Regions from separate parts of the Zea mays genome. Here region 1 is linked to region 2. A link is a contact called in public Hi-C data. All regions are on one chromosome and are shown on one strand. Each heading gives the region's core, a stretch centred on a gene start, on an enhancer-like site or on the middle of the called end of the contact. The rest is flanking DNA. Distances are from core to core; before and after follow the strand shown. Region 1 holds the start of LOC100282939. Region 2 holds the start of LOC100276300 (Cytochrome c oxidase subunit Vib family protein).

What was found. Hi-C and Micro-C count contacts between places; a contact is called where the count stands out from the background.
Region 1: a contact with region 2 is called in a Hi-C map of ear, with 3 times the contacts expected there. The contact joins the promoter of LOC100282939 here to the promoter of LOC100276300 in region 2. A contact is called at or near these places in 10 of 25 Hi-C or Micro-C datasets (ear, endosperm, leaf and 2 more).

What each region holds. Positions count from the first base shown.
Region 1 is chr1:216,488,589-216,495,167 of Zm-B73-REFERENCE-NAM-5.0, reverse strand. LOC100282939 reads right to left here and starts at 4,579. Exons shown (of 6, transcript NM_001155844.1): 1 at 4,259-4,579; 2 at 4,021-4,161; 3 at 3,387-3,527; 4 at 1,283-1,332; 5 at 1,072-1,201; 6 at 282-573. The coding sequence starts at 4,363. The coding sequence ends at 490.
Region 2 is chr1:216,351,116-216,358,004 of Zm-B73-REFERENCE-NAM-5.0, reverse strand. LOC100276300 (Cytochrome c oxidase subunit Vib family protein) reads left to right here and starts at 3,273. Exons shown (of 3, transcript NM_001150123.1): 1 at 3,273-3,400; 2 at 3,553-3,690; 3 at 3,795-4,116. The coding sequence starts at 3,302. The coding sequence ends at 3,911.

The sequences.
Region 1 (6,579 bases), core at 3,330-5,829, 140 kb before region 2:
TCCAATCCTCTTCAATTCTCTCTAAAGTTTGAAAGGGATTAAAGAGAATTAAATCTCTTACTATTCGAAATTAAATAAAAAGAAATTTAATCCATGTCGATCCCTATGCAACCGAGGCATTATTTGGGGCCATAGACCGCCAGTCAGAACGGTTCAAATTTCAATATCACAATGTAGCTGGGTGCGGCGAAAACTCAAGATTTGCCACGACTGTCTTTTCTGCGTCACATCTAGAAGATGATCAGCATCTCTACTTGTGAACAAAGTGTCACTTGCATCTCTGAGTCTCTACACGGTCACACATGTATCACAAATATCCAATTACAAGCATGTACGACACCTTCGATGCCCAACATTCCAATTTCATATCACTAGGGGTCATGTCCCATGTTCATTTATCTTAAGAAAAACAAGAACGAATGAAAGCGAGTAAAATATCTGATCCTATGCTAATTAACATTAAAACTGGTAAATACTGAAAGTGCTTTTTCACTTGCTTCCGTTAACCGGGAGATAAACACCCTCTGCTGCCAACCAAATGTTCTCAGCTCGCTTCTCTCGGACACCGCAGACCTGCACCAAACGTATCCCCCAACGGTATTTATTTGCATACATGGCAGCAAGTAAAATGAAATCGTAAAGAAATATTTATTTGACGGAACCTTCGATAAAAACTCGACCTGCAGGGGTAAGACAACCCCCGAGTATTGTATTAAGAAGAAGACCTCACACAGGTCGAGAAAACCCCCGAAACCCTGCCCCACTCATACACAGCGGCATCGAAGCCCATGTGAGAATGACTAGGACTGAGCCTTAGACCTATGCTTTGGCATGGGACAGACGAGGGGATTTTTTTTAAACACGACCTGAAATTCGAGTCGAACCCAGGACCTGAGTGCTACTCAGACCACCCAACCAACTCGGCTAGAAGCCCTTTCGCGGAACCCTCGATAAGATAGGCATTGAAATGATGGTATAGAAATAATTTACAATCAGTAGTAGAATGATCTAGGGCTGTCGGATCTTTTGATCCTTGCAAGAAGAAAATTTGCAAACAAATAAATGTCTCACCTCTTGCTGCCCACCACCAAGGCGGTTGTACTTCTTGCTGTGACTATGCAGATAACCTCCAGTGTCAACATGTCTAAGTCGTACCTTTTGGTCTCTTTTCCATACTTTTCCACTTCCTTCAATTTCTAGCCTGGAGAATACCCAGAAGAGACACGAGCTAAGCAACAAAAAACAGCATACGTTTCACATTGCATGTGTAAATAAATCATACCTCCAATAGTCACCAGTATCTGACAATTCATCCCCACCAAAACAGCTAACCTACAATGTTGACATCCAAGTTTCTGAGCACATTCTTAATAAGGGCATAACAGGACACAAAACATGTTTTCCTCAAACGCAAAGCATTGGTCTATATATACTCATAAAGATGGTAACTCATTTCACCATACGCAAACTTGTGAACATGTTTTCAGGCACTAGCATCCACATCGCTACGTTGGATGGTGTCATGAACGTTGGCGGTCCTCTGACAAACCCATGCACGGACAACCCCTACGCCATGGGGAACCACGGCGAGTCCAACCCGTCTCCATCCACATGTTGGCCTTCACCTGCTCTTCTCTAGCCTCGTTGCACTGCCTCAAGCAGCTCGTCTGCACCTATCCCTGCCCTCCCTCCTTGTGCAGGGCACCCCTCTCCTCTATGGGTATACCAAGAGAGATCTATGGCCTGATGAGGCTACTATGAAATATTTATTCATGGGTGGGGCAAGCTCTTCTATTCTGATTCATGGGTTTTCTTGGCGAGATCTGTGAATGCAGTCATTGTCGGTTGAACGGTGCAGACCAACTGTGCTGCACTTGGCCTCGTACAGCCCCAAGAACAGCGACAACGATGGACACACTGAGGCTGCCCACATAGAGAAGGATGCTACCGCGGGACAAGAACCAGCCAAGGCGGACTTGAGGCGCACATGGCGGGTATTCAGGCATTTACAGACTCAATCGTGACATTTGATGACAACAACGTGCTGGTGCCAGACAGCCCTTCCGATGGCGGTGGCAAATGGCAGGCATAGTCATGGTGTAGGTGAAGCTCAGCCGATTCATGTGTGGTACCGGCATGGCCGCTATCGTGCTGCTCGTCGTCATCCCTGCCACCATGCACATCATGACAACATCACCACGAAGAGGACGGATTCCATGGGTTACTTGGGTTCAACCCATTATCTGTTAGAACTACTCTGTCATAAAGTCGGTTTTGAGGGAAACCTAACCCAACCCATGTATAAGATAGTGGATCTAGTATTTCATAAATTGGGTGCAGGTCGGTCGCCGGGCTTAGCGAAACGATGAACAAGGCTAACAGACCAACACTTATGGTTTTTCTCAATATAGTCAGGAAGTGATTTAGGTACTGTTGTTCCTGGTATTCTAGGAAGTTGATCTAACAATAGAACCAAGGGAAATCAGATGCCATACTGTTGCATTCCATTAGTAATTGTGTGCCTGGAATGCTATAATTTTTAAAACACCGGTTACATTTCATCCCAACAGCACAAGTGAAAAGTAATATGAAGTTAAAGTGAACAGTCAACTTGTCCAAATGTCTGCGATAAAGCCATAATATACATGGGATGCTTTCAGAGAAGGCAATGGAGTAAATTGATGGTGCAGATCATTTGTCTTTGCTCTAGAGTCTACATGGGATGCTTCATTTTGACTTGCTATGTACATAGCTTTTACTATTATCTACATATACGCTATGTCTAAATACATAGTAACAACCATGTATCTAGAAAAGTCTAAACAACCTTATAATTCAAAATGAAGTGATGAAAAGGTAGTATTTCATGATGGTCGGATGATCTAGTGAGGATCAACAACGTGCTCTCATCGGGGCCAGAAACCCTCCCCATGGTTGTGGTCCTCGATCACAGACGCTATATAAAACGAGACACTGGCATGGAAGTCAATGCTTCCGCCAACACTAGCCGCCACACCTAGACAGGTTCCGATCTACCTCTAGCATCCTAGTGACCGGAAGTGTGGCCAACTTCATCCCTTGGCGCTGGTAGACCCTACCTGATATAGGGCAGCGAGCACTGACGCCCCTGCTTATGGCCCAATGATTCGAGGAGAAGAGACGCAACAGGAAGGAGGTATGCCAATCCACGAGACGACGTCGATACCGTCCATAACCACAGCCAATGTTCTCTCTTCCTACACTAAGATAAAGCTCTAGATCTAATATGAATTACTACATAACTCCAGAACATCAGAAACACTATCATTTCGATGTGAGTTCAAAGGATGTGCAGAATATGTAATTCTAATGAATGTTACAACATGGGAGATTGATATCAAACTAACCTCAAGGTTACCAGATAACGGTGAAGCGTGCAGGTGACTGTGCAACCACCTCCGAGTCTTCATGTGTTGCAACTTGATGATGCCACCAGTTTGAATGGAATCACCTTGCTTAGACGATGAATCTGGAGTAGGCTTTATGATCTGCATTCAATACGAACCTACCAATTCAGACCTAGATCCTGAGAAGTGAGAAGCATTGAATGAAACACTACTCATTTGTTAGTTGACTATTTGAATTGAAATTATATATGAAGCAAACTGTGACTGTTGTAACAAATAGCCATTAATTCAGCGATTCAGAAAATAAAAAAGTATAAGATTTGCAATAAGAATTTTTTTTCTGTGCGTGTTCACTTGTTTCATCAAAGGACTACCACTATATTTTCAAAGATATCTTATTTTCTTGCTAATCTCAGCATAAATTAGCTCGCTCTTGAAAACAATAGGACTGTTCTTGCACCCTAAATAGTAAATACAAACAAACTGATCAGAAAATTGCATTCTGAACAAGAATGCAATGATCGATAAACTCAATTCAATGCTACTATCTGAAATCTGAACGCATCATAAGGAGTGAACAGGACAAAATTGTTTTATGAACCGGTAAGAGCTAGATAGTGAAAAGGATAAGCACCCAGTAGCTATTTGAGTCATCGCCTTCAGGAAAGCCGGTGACAGACTGCTGACCGCTGCCTGAGCCGTACGGCACATCATGTGAGTGCAGACGGTGCTTTGTCTTCTCATGCAACAGCTTAATCACACTCCCGTAGGTCACCTGCAAATGCCCCCGGAGATCTTAGATCAGAATTGCACCCAAACTCATAGCCTCTACGGCAGATCTTAAGGTCCGAGTTCTGGTCCTGGATGCGCACCTCAGAGCCCTCTACCTCCATGTGAGCTGCTGCACCCCCATCGATGCCGCCGTGGCCAGCGCCAACCAGGAACGCCACGGCGAGCACGAGCAGCGACGCGGCCATCGTGACGGCAATCGCGCGGCGCGACCTCGGTGGAGAGGAGGAGGAGGAGGAGAAGGCGTTGGCCTTGCTTTTCCTCAAGGCGGCCAGGGTGAGGGCGGGGGCCGGCGGTGATCGCACGGCGCGCGCGGGGGGAGTGGTGGGGCGGAGGAAGGTGGTCGGTCTCGTGCGTCGCGCGTCGGTGCGTGCGAGCCGGATGCTTAAGCTAGATTTCTGTTTCTTTTCCTACCTTCCACAGCGGTCCTTATAAAATTTAAAGTTCACTACGTACCAAAATAAAATTCGTGTTAATAATTTATAGGGTGTTTAGTTTGAGAAATAAACTAGTCCATTATTTTTTCACTCATCATTTTTTGTTTGGTTTATGAAATGAAATGATTTGATTCATCGACACCTTATGTCTAATAGTTAGTACTAAAATAAGGAATATAATCATTCCACCAAATTTATGGTGTGTTTGGTTTGTGAAGTCACTCTATGTTTCATGAAATGATGCATCATAAGTTCATTTCATCAATTTTGGTGGAATCAACTCACTCCTCATGTATATACTAATTATTAGCTTATGAGAAATGAGGTGGTGATGGATTAACCCATTCTATTCCACAAACCAAATAAAAAAGTGAGGAGTGAGAAGAAGATGGATCACTTCATTCCTCAAACCAAACACACTCTTAAGGAATAGAATCATGATGCATCATCTTATCTTGGATGGAGTGATTGCTCAAACCAAATACCTACTCAGTAAATTTATATAATACTATATGTGTCTAGATCTATCTTTATCCATTTAAATATAGACACCAAAACTCAAAGCTAAAACAACTATTATTTTGGAACGGATAGAGTATCATTTTTTTCTCAACAACTTGTCAACTTCCCGTGACTACCCTCGTTCTTTTTTTCTTTTAATTGAAAAGAAACATGTATATCGCTGCAAATCTACAATTTGTTGGCGACCATCACTAATGGGTCGATCAACTGCCTACTCACGATCCTCGAGAGCGGGAAGGATTTTTTTTAACTAAGCCCAAAATTCATCCTCAAGGAGGATCGAACCCGGGACCTAAAGATGTTACTCGAAAGCTTTATCCATTATGCTAGATGCCCTTTTGCAAAAAGAAACATGTATATCACTACAATCTATTGGCACATCGGTAAAGCCGCATTCGATCTTCCTGTCAAGCGTCGCCAAGGCCTGTGGCACATCTTCAGTGGAGGGTGAAAGTTGCCTAGAGGGGGGTGAATAGGGCGAATCTGAAATTTATAAACTTAAGCACAACTACAAGTCGGGTTAGCGTTAGAAATATGAACGAGTCCGAGAGAGAGGGTGAAAAACAAATCGCAAGCAAATAAAGAGTGAGACACAAGGATTTGTTTTACCGATGTTCGGTTCTTGTAAACCTACTCCCCGTTGAGGTGGTCACAAAGACCGGGTCTCTTTCAACTCTTTCCCTCTCTCAAACGGTCACTTAGACTGAGTGAGATTCTCTTCTCAATCAAACGGGACACAAAGTCCCCGCAAGGACCACCACACAATTGGTGTCTCTTGCCTCGGTTACAATTGAGTTGATCACAAGAAAGAATGAGAAAAAGAAGCAATCCAAGCGCAAGAGCTCAAATGAACACAAGTCACTCTCTCACTAGTCACTATTTGATTTGGAATGATTTGTGTACTTGGGAGAGGATTTGATCTCTTTGGTGTTATTGAATGCTATAGCTCTTGTAAGGTGTGGGAAGTCAGAAAACTTGGATGCAATGAATGGTGGGTGGTTGGGGGTATTTATAGCCCCAACCACCAAACTAGCCGTTTGGTGAAGGCTGCTGTCGCATGACGCACCGGACAGTCCGGTGCGACTGCCACGTCACCAAGCCGTTGGATTCCGACCGTTGGAGCTTTTGTCTTCTGGGCCACCGGACAGTCCGTTGGTGCACCGGACAGGCACTGTTCAGTGTCCGGTGCGTCATCTGCTTCTACTCTGACTCTGGCGCGCACTGTAGCGCATTTAATGCCTTTTGCAGACGACCGTTGGCGCGAAGTAGCCGTTGCTCCGCTGGCACACCGGACAGTCCGGTGCGCCACCGGACACTGTCCGGTGCTACACCGGACAGTCCGGTGAATTATAGCGGAGCGGCCTCCAGAATTCCCGAAGGTGAGCAGTTCGGAGTTAGAGTCCCTGGTGCACCGGACAATGTCCGGTGGTGCACCGGACAGTCCG
Region 2 (6,889 bases), core at 2,024-4,523:
TCCCTGACTATCTCTGTGCCAAGGATTTTCTTTGCAGCACCCAGATCCTTCATATCAAATTCGCTACTAAGCTGTGCCTTTAAAAAAACTTGACCTGCAGGGGTAAGACAGCCCCCGGGCATTGTATTAAGAAGAAGACCTTCTCACACAGGTCAAGAAAACCCCCGAACCCCTGCCCCACCCATACACAACGGCATCGAAGCCCATGTGAGAACGACCACGACCGGGGCTGAGCCTTAGACCTGTGCTTTGGCGTGGGACAGACGAGGGGATTTTTTTAACCACAGCCTGAAATTCGCTCCCACGGGGAGTCGAACCCAGGACCTGAGGAGTGCTAATCAGACCACCTAACCAACTCAGCTAGAGGCCCTTTCGCAAGCTGTGCCTTTAAAGCAGTGATTTCCTTCATGCTCTTGGCAGCAATCAACATATCATCAACATATAGCAGCAAATATGTAGGTGATCCATTAACAAATTTTAGATAAACACAACTATCATATTGAGACCTCTGAAAGCCCTTAGAGCTGCGCTCCGGCCCAAGCCTCCCGGCGACGGGCCTCCGCTTCGCTCGCCAACTTGGCCACCTTCTTCAGAATTTGGATCACAAACTCAACGATATCAATTACCTTGTTTCCAGCCATCTTATTGTCTAGGAATGAGGAGGATATAACGACAGTGGTTTGGTGGAATGAAATAGAAAATGGTAGGGGTGAATTAGAGAATGAGAGGATAAATAAATCTAAACATCCCCTCCATTTATAGATCATATTGCATTTTTTGAATTTTTAGTTTTTTTAAAAAAGTGGACTATAAAATAACGTGGACCAATCAGAGCATGACACGTGGCTAGATATGGTTGGTATTGACCGGTTCAGATCACTAGCGATCGGTACTGATCGGTTCAGCTCCAATATAGTCAGTGTCGATTGGTATGATCGATTTAGCTCCAATATAGTCGGTGTCGACTGTACCGACGTGTCGACAGGTCCATCGACCAGTTGAGTGACATTAGAGCTAGGCCGATCGGTACCGACCACTAGCTCACGAACGTCAACGACCGATTTCAACCGCGGTTAGACTCATCATTAGAGTGGATGAACCATCGTTATGTTCGTGGTGGCGGCTTAAGGTTGGCCTGTATGTGCATAGTGTTAATACCATGATCGATAATCTGTTTGCTGCTGCTGTCTAGTAAATGACTATGCAGTCTTTATAGAGTTTTGTTTCTGAACCAAGTTCAGTTTACCTTAAGCTCCTGAAATAGTGTTTGTGTTGCTAGAGACGAGAGGGCCACTGAAATCACATCGCGTCTATCAACTTCACTGACTAATGACAAACCTATACGATCTGACTCAGCTATGATCTATACGATCTGATGAATTCAATTTCGAACTTATTACACAAGCTAAATAAAATCAGATTATTATAGAAAACAGTAAAGGGTAGAAATGGAGTTAACGTCGGTCGTCGCGCCGCCGTGCTTTCTTTCAAACTAACGACAAGAGACTATTTAAATTGGCTTTATCTCTTTCTGTTTTTTTATATAAGATTAAAAATTCAGCACTTATGCTTCCACCATTATTCCTACACAAGCTTTTACAATTTATTGTTAAGTAAATAAACAAGCTTCGTAAAGTACAGGATTACTCCGTGCTGCTGCTGCGGTGGTCAGTGTGCCCTGATGCGGTAGGTACCTCAACAAACACAATCACAGAACAAGACGACAAGTTTATATAATAGTATTACTCCAGGAATCAAATCAATGCAGGCAGTGCCGTGCTCACGCAGCGCAGGCGATTTCCCTTCCCTTTTTATTTAATGATGATGATGAAATGGGCACGCTGGTCAAGCCCCATGTCTGAGAAGGGCAGACAAACTGTTCCTTCTTTAAATTACACGATCATGTTTGCAATGTGTGTTCCTTCCAAGGCGCTCCTAAATGAGATACAGTACCATATAAATTTTTGTTGCCGAGAAATAAAAAAAAGGTTCGAACAAGTTTATACGGTGAAATATATACGTGAAATTCAATAAGTAAACAAAATACAGCGTGTATTTTCAGTAAAAAAGGAAAACTGTCAGGTAGGAGTAAGCGCAAGCACAACAGACTGAAGTGGACTGCCTCTTCAATCTGTTGTGGCCACTGGCCAGCAGATGATCCAGGGCTACAGGAATCAGGTCGGAGCCTGGCTCTGTCCATGTGGCCAACCGGCCAGCTGGATTGCGTCAAGAAGCTCACTTATCGGTTACATTACACTGCTTGCTTCACGCGCCATGTCCCTGCAGCACAGACCAAGCATCGGACGAACCATTCGACAGACACACGAAGAAATGCGATGCGAGGACCAACAACAATAATGTCATTACGGGCTTATTCGGTTATTTTCAATCTATATGGATTTGAGCGGATTGATATGTATTAGAAAAAAATTGGACTTACTAGGATTGAAACATCCTCAATCATCCTCAATCCGTATGGATTTGGGGTAGAACCGAAGAAGCCTTAAGACCCATTCTGTTGTCATGGATTGGTGGACCGGAACAACTTCTAACCGAATTGTTTCTCTAATTTATATAAACTTTGATTAGCTGTAACGATTTCAGATGCAATCCGACACAAACGAACAAGGTCTTAAGAGAAAAAACAAAGATAACTGGAAGACAAGCCGAGAGCGGGGTAGTACATAGAGTAATACTAGTCCCTCTCTGTTATTAACTCGGTGTGGCCACTCCAATTATTGTCCTTACAAAATTGCACAATCATTGTACTTGGGTCCATGTGTCATCATCTCCTTACCCGTGCGGCCTTCATGGCTTCACCTGCCATGGAATGATGGAATGGAATGGGACGCATCGGGCACCAAGATGCGCGACCGCTCGTTTCTGTGTCGACCCGCGACCGCGACGGCATTTTTTTCAGTCTTGGATGTCTGCTGGCTCGTGCAGCTAGCTGTGAGGCGGGAATCACACAGGCAGATCAGTGAGTGAGGCGGGGAGATGCAGCTGAAAATGAAATGCTGGCACAGTGCACGGTTGCACATGGATCATCATGGATCGGTAACGTTTTTGGATAGGCTTGTCTGCGGCGCTGTCTGCTTGCCGAGTTTGCCTGGGCCGTCCGTCGCTCACTCGCTCATGTGAAGAAGGGCAATGGGCACACGACATGCAGAAATTGCACCAAGCCCACGTGGTAGCAGACGCGTTTCTATGTCGGGCCGGCCCAGGGCCCACCACCTGTGTCCTTTCCCCTCCCGCAAGCGAAAGCCCCAAACAAATCCCCCGCACGCCTCCGCAGCCGACGATGACCACCGCCGCGGACGCCGACGTCGACGACTACCACCACTCCGACGGATTCGTCATGTCCGACGTCCTCGCCAAGGGCCGGGAGGCCTGCTACAAGGTACATCCCTCAGACCCCCCCCCCCCCCCCCCCCCCCCCCCCCCCCCCCCCCCCCCCCCCCCCCCCCCCCTCTAAGCTCTCTGCTCCCCTCCGGCTTTCCGTTTCCGCTACTGACGGGGCGACGCGCTCGGCTCTTCGCCCCTTCTCCGCAGGCACGGGATGCCTTCTACGCGTGCATAGAGAAGCACGCGGACAAAAAGCCCACCGAGATCGCCACCATGGGTCTCCTCTACCCCGCCGACTGCAAAAAGTCCCGCGCCGACTTCGTCAGCAACTGCCGCCCCACCTGGGTAAGCGCCCTCTGGTCCACCTCGCCGCCGTCATCGCTTAGACCTGCACGATTTTGCGTGCTTCATGCATTCTCTTCGTTTCGTTGCAATTGGTGAATCCGCAGGTCAAGCACTTCGACCGGCAGTACTGCGCCAAGAAGCGGGTGCAGAGGTTGCTCGACGGCGATGGGGACCGCCGGGGCCCCATGTCGCTGCCCCAGCCCTACACCTTCAAGCAATAGGTAGTCTTCCTGTGGTTCAGATCTTGGTATTCAGCTCAATTGGATCAGTGCTACGTTGGTGTCTAGATGCTATAGTATTGGTTTCAGGCTTTGTGTCATTTAGCTGGATGCATATGTGATGTGTACCAGTACATTGCTCTGAATGCTAATGGATGAGCGAATCTGTATGTGGATTTATCAATATCAGGATATCCCTCATTGGCAATTGAGTTGCATTACTTTTCTTCTGATGGCATGCAGATTGCCAGAATCCTTATTGAAACCTTTCGTCCTTATTTCAACTTTCAATTGATCAATGCAGGGGGTAAAAGGATATTGTTGTGTCATTGATTTTTTTGCCAGGTTGCTGGAATGCAGTCAACCATCATAGCTTAAATATGTTTATTCTATCGATGGTATTTCTGCCTATCTAGGTTATTAAAACGTTGGAACACTCATGGGTGAAATTTTGACTTTTAAACGTTTAAACTTTGTTTAAACGTAGTTTTAAACAACATAGGAAAAATACCAATACATCATAATTTCAGACAATAATATGAAGTTAAATACCAAAACAGAGAGGTTACTGGCTTACCAAAACTTCACCCATGAGTTGGATTGAACCCCAAAAGTAACTAATAGACTGGGCCCAAAAGTAGCTAATGGTCTAAAATGCATAAAACACTGCGTTTTACAGTTTAGAACGCCAAAATGCTAAAACGTGGTTTCAACCTCTAATTAGAGTTTTGACGTTTAAACGTAGTTTAAACATCGTTTAAACGTAGTTTTAATAACACTGCTGCCTATTATCCACAATCTTTTGTTGTGTTTATAGCTCTTCTAAAATATGATTTCATACTTGTGAAGTTCCTACGATGATATAGAAATTCTTGTTTGCCCTGTGAAATAGGACAATTACAAACAGTGACTGAAACATGATAATAACCAAAACGTTCTGACAACATTAAGACCTTACTGGGACATGCACTGGTGCTTCATTCCCTTGTAGTGTTATCAATTGACATCTTCTAGTCCATACAGATTCCATAAGGATTTTAAGTGCCAACCAGTTTTCACAAAAGTGGATTGTTGTTCAATCGCCATTTCTAGCCATTCTGTTTCCTGTAACTACTTTATTTATGCATTAGCCCTTGTAGTTTTCTAAAGTCCTTTGAACTGATTTTTGCACATAGTGACTTGCCTTTTAGGTCACTGCATTTATTGTGCCTCGTTAAGTTGTTCAGTTAAGCATACATGGACTGTTATAGATTGAGTATTCCGTTGAGGGTTCTATGTATTTTCATTCATAATCAATAACACTGCGTGGTGATTTATTCAACAACAATGACAAAGACTTTTAGTCTGAAGCAAGTTCCTTGTGAAGACTTCAAAGGAGTTTCCTAGATGAATTAGTGTGTTGGGTTATGGCTGGTGCTAAGAGTCTGGGGTCCCTAGGCTTAGCTAGGACCTTGAATGTAGCCGGTTCAATTGCTATCTAGCACTCCCTCTGATTAGGCTTCGGTTTTGGCTTAGTTTTAGCAGGTTCCCTGCTTTGTAAGCCCTTTGTTCTTTCCCTATATTATATAAAGATGTGAAGTTCTCCTGCGCGTTCGTTAAAAAAAGTCCGAAGCAAGTTGAGTTAGGATAGAGTAGAAACCCAACATAGACCAGTCAAGTTTGAGACATATGAATAGCTGTTCTACATACACTTCTATTGAAGACTAAATCATTGGGTATATTACATTATTTGAAGTCTCATTTTATTGCCCCTTCTCATGTCAACCTGGTCTTTCTTTGTCTCTCTTTCTATTGCTATCACACTTTAGGATCCCACTACGTATGGGTGTCTTTAGAGTTTTCTGGTGGACATGTCTAAACCTTCTTAATCGGTGTTGAACAAGCTTTTATTTAATTAGTGCTTCCTTAACATATCATGTATATCACCGTTTTGGACTCTATCATTTCTTGTATGGCCACAAATCTAACATAATATACATATTTCCCAACACTTATTTGGTGATTTATCTAAAATGATCAATAATCATGTGGCCCTATACCTAAAATCTGGTAATGAAAGGAACAGCTAAGTTTGTTTCCTCTCTCTATTGGACCTTGTTCTTGCTGGTTCGTGCTATGTTTGACAGACCTGATGCTTGGATAACATTGTGCCATTGGATGTGCTAACAGAGGACACATTGTTGACTCTGCACAGCTAAAAATAATCTATTGATTTTCTTTATAAGATGAATGTGCCTTATATGGAAAAAGAAGGATATATACAAGATCATTCGATGTTTTGTATGTTTCCTTATTTTCCCATATAACAAAGAGATTTCAAACAGTCATTTGTTCAATTAGTTATATCCATGTTTCTTACATGGATTGGTGGATGTGGTACTGTATAATGACTTGTAATTTATACTGTCGTTTTAGTGCTGTAGAAGTAGATTTGTGTCATTTAGCACGTCTAGATTTAGAAAATGAAGATGAGTAAACCTATGAAAACTACTCAAATGGCTTTTAAAGGTAAGTTCTGTGGCAAGCTATGATACAACTTTGAAGACGATTAGACCTTTGGTAGCTGCTCTTAAATTTATGCTTAAACTTGATCCCCTGGTTTTACAACTTTGACCTTTGTAGTTACTAAAAGTTGTCAGAGCTGGGTTTACCAGCCTGATAATCACAATGCAAATGATTCAACTTCAACTGCATGCAGGAAACTGAACTATAAAGTAAACATCACACCCTGATGATGTTTGAAGTTCCACCGTCATCCCTGAATCACACCGTGTCTACAATGTCTAATTTTTATTCTCAACAATTCTTTCTCTTCCTTCATAACAATGTAAATAAAGCTCTATGTGTAGTTTTGGTAATTAATATAACTAGGTGGACTAACATGTTTTATGAGTTCCATGAATGAGATAGGATGAAGTCCACAAAGATAAGCAGGTGCTCTACAAGAATGAAGATTGATAAGAGTAAGACAAATGAAGTGC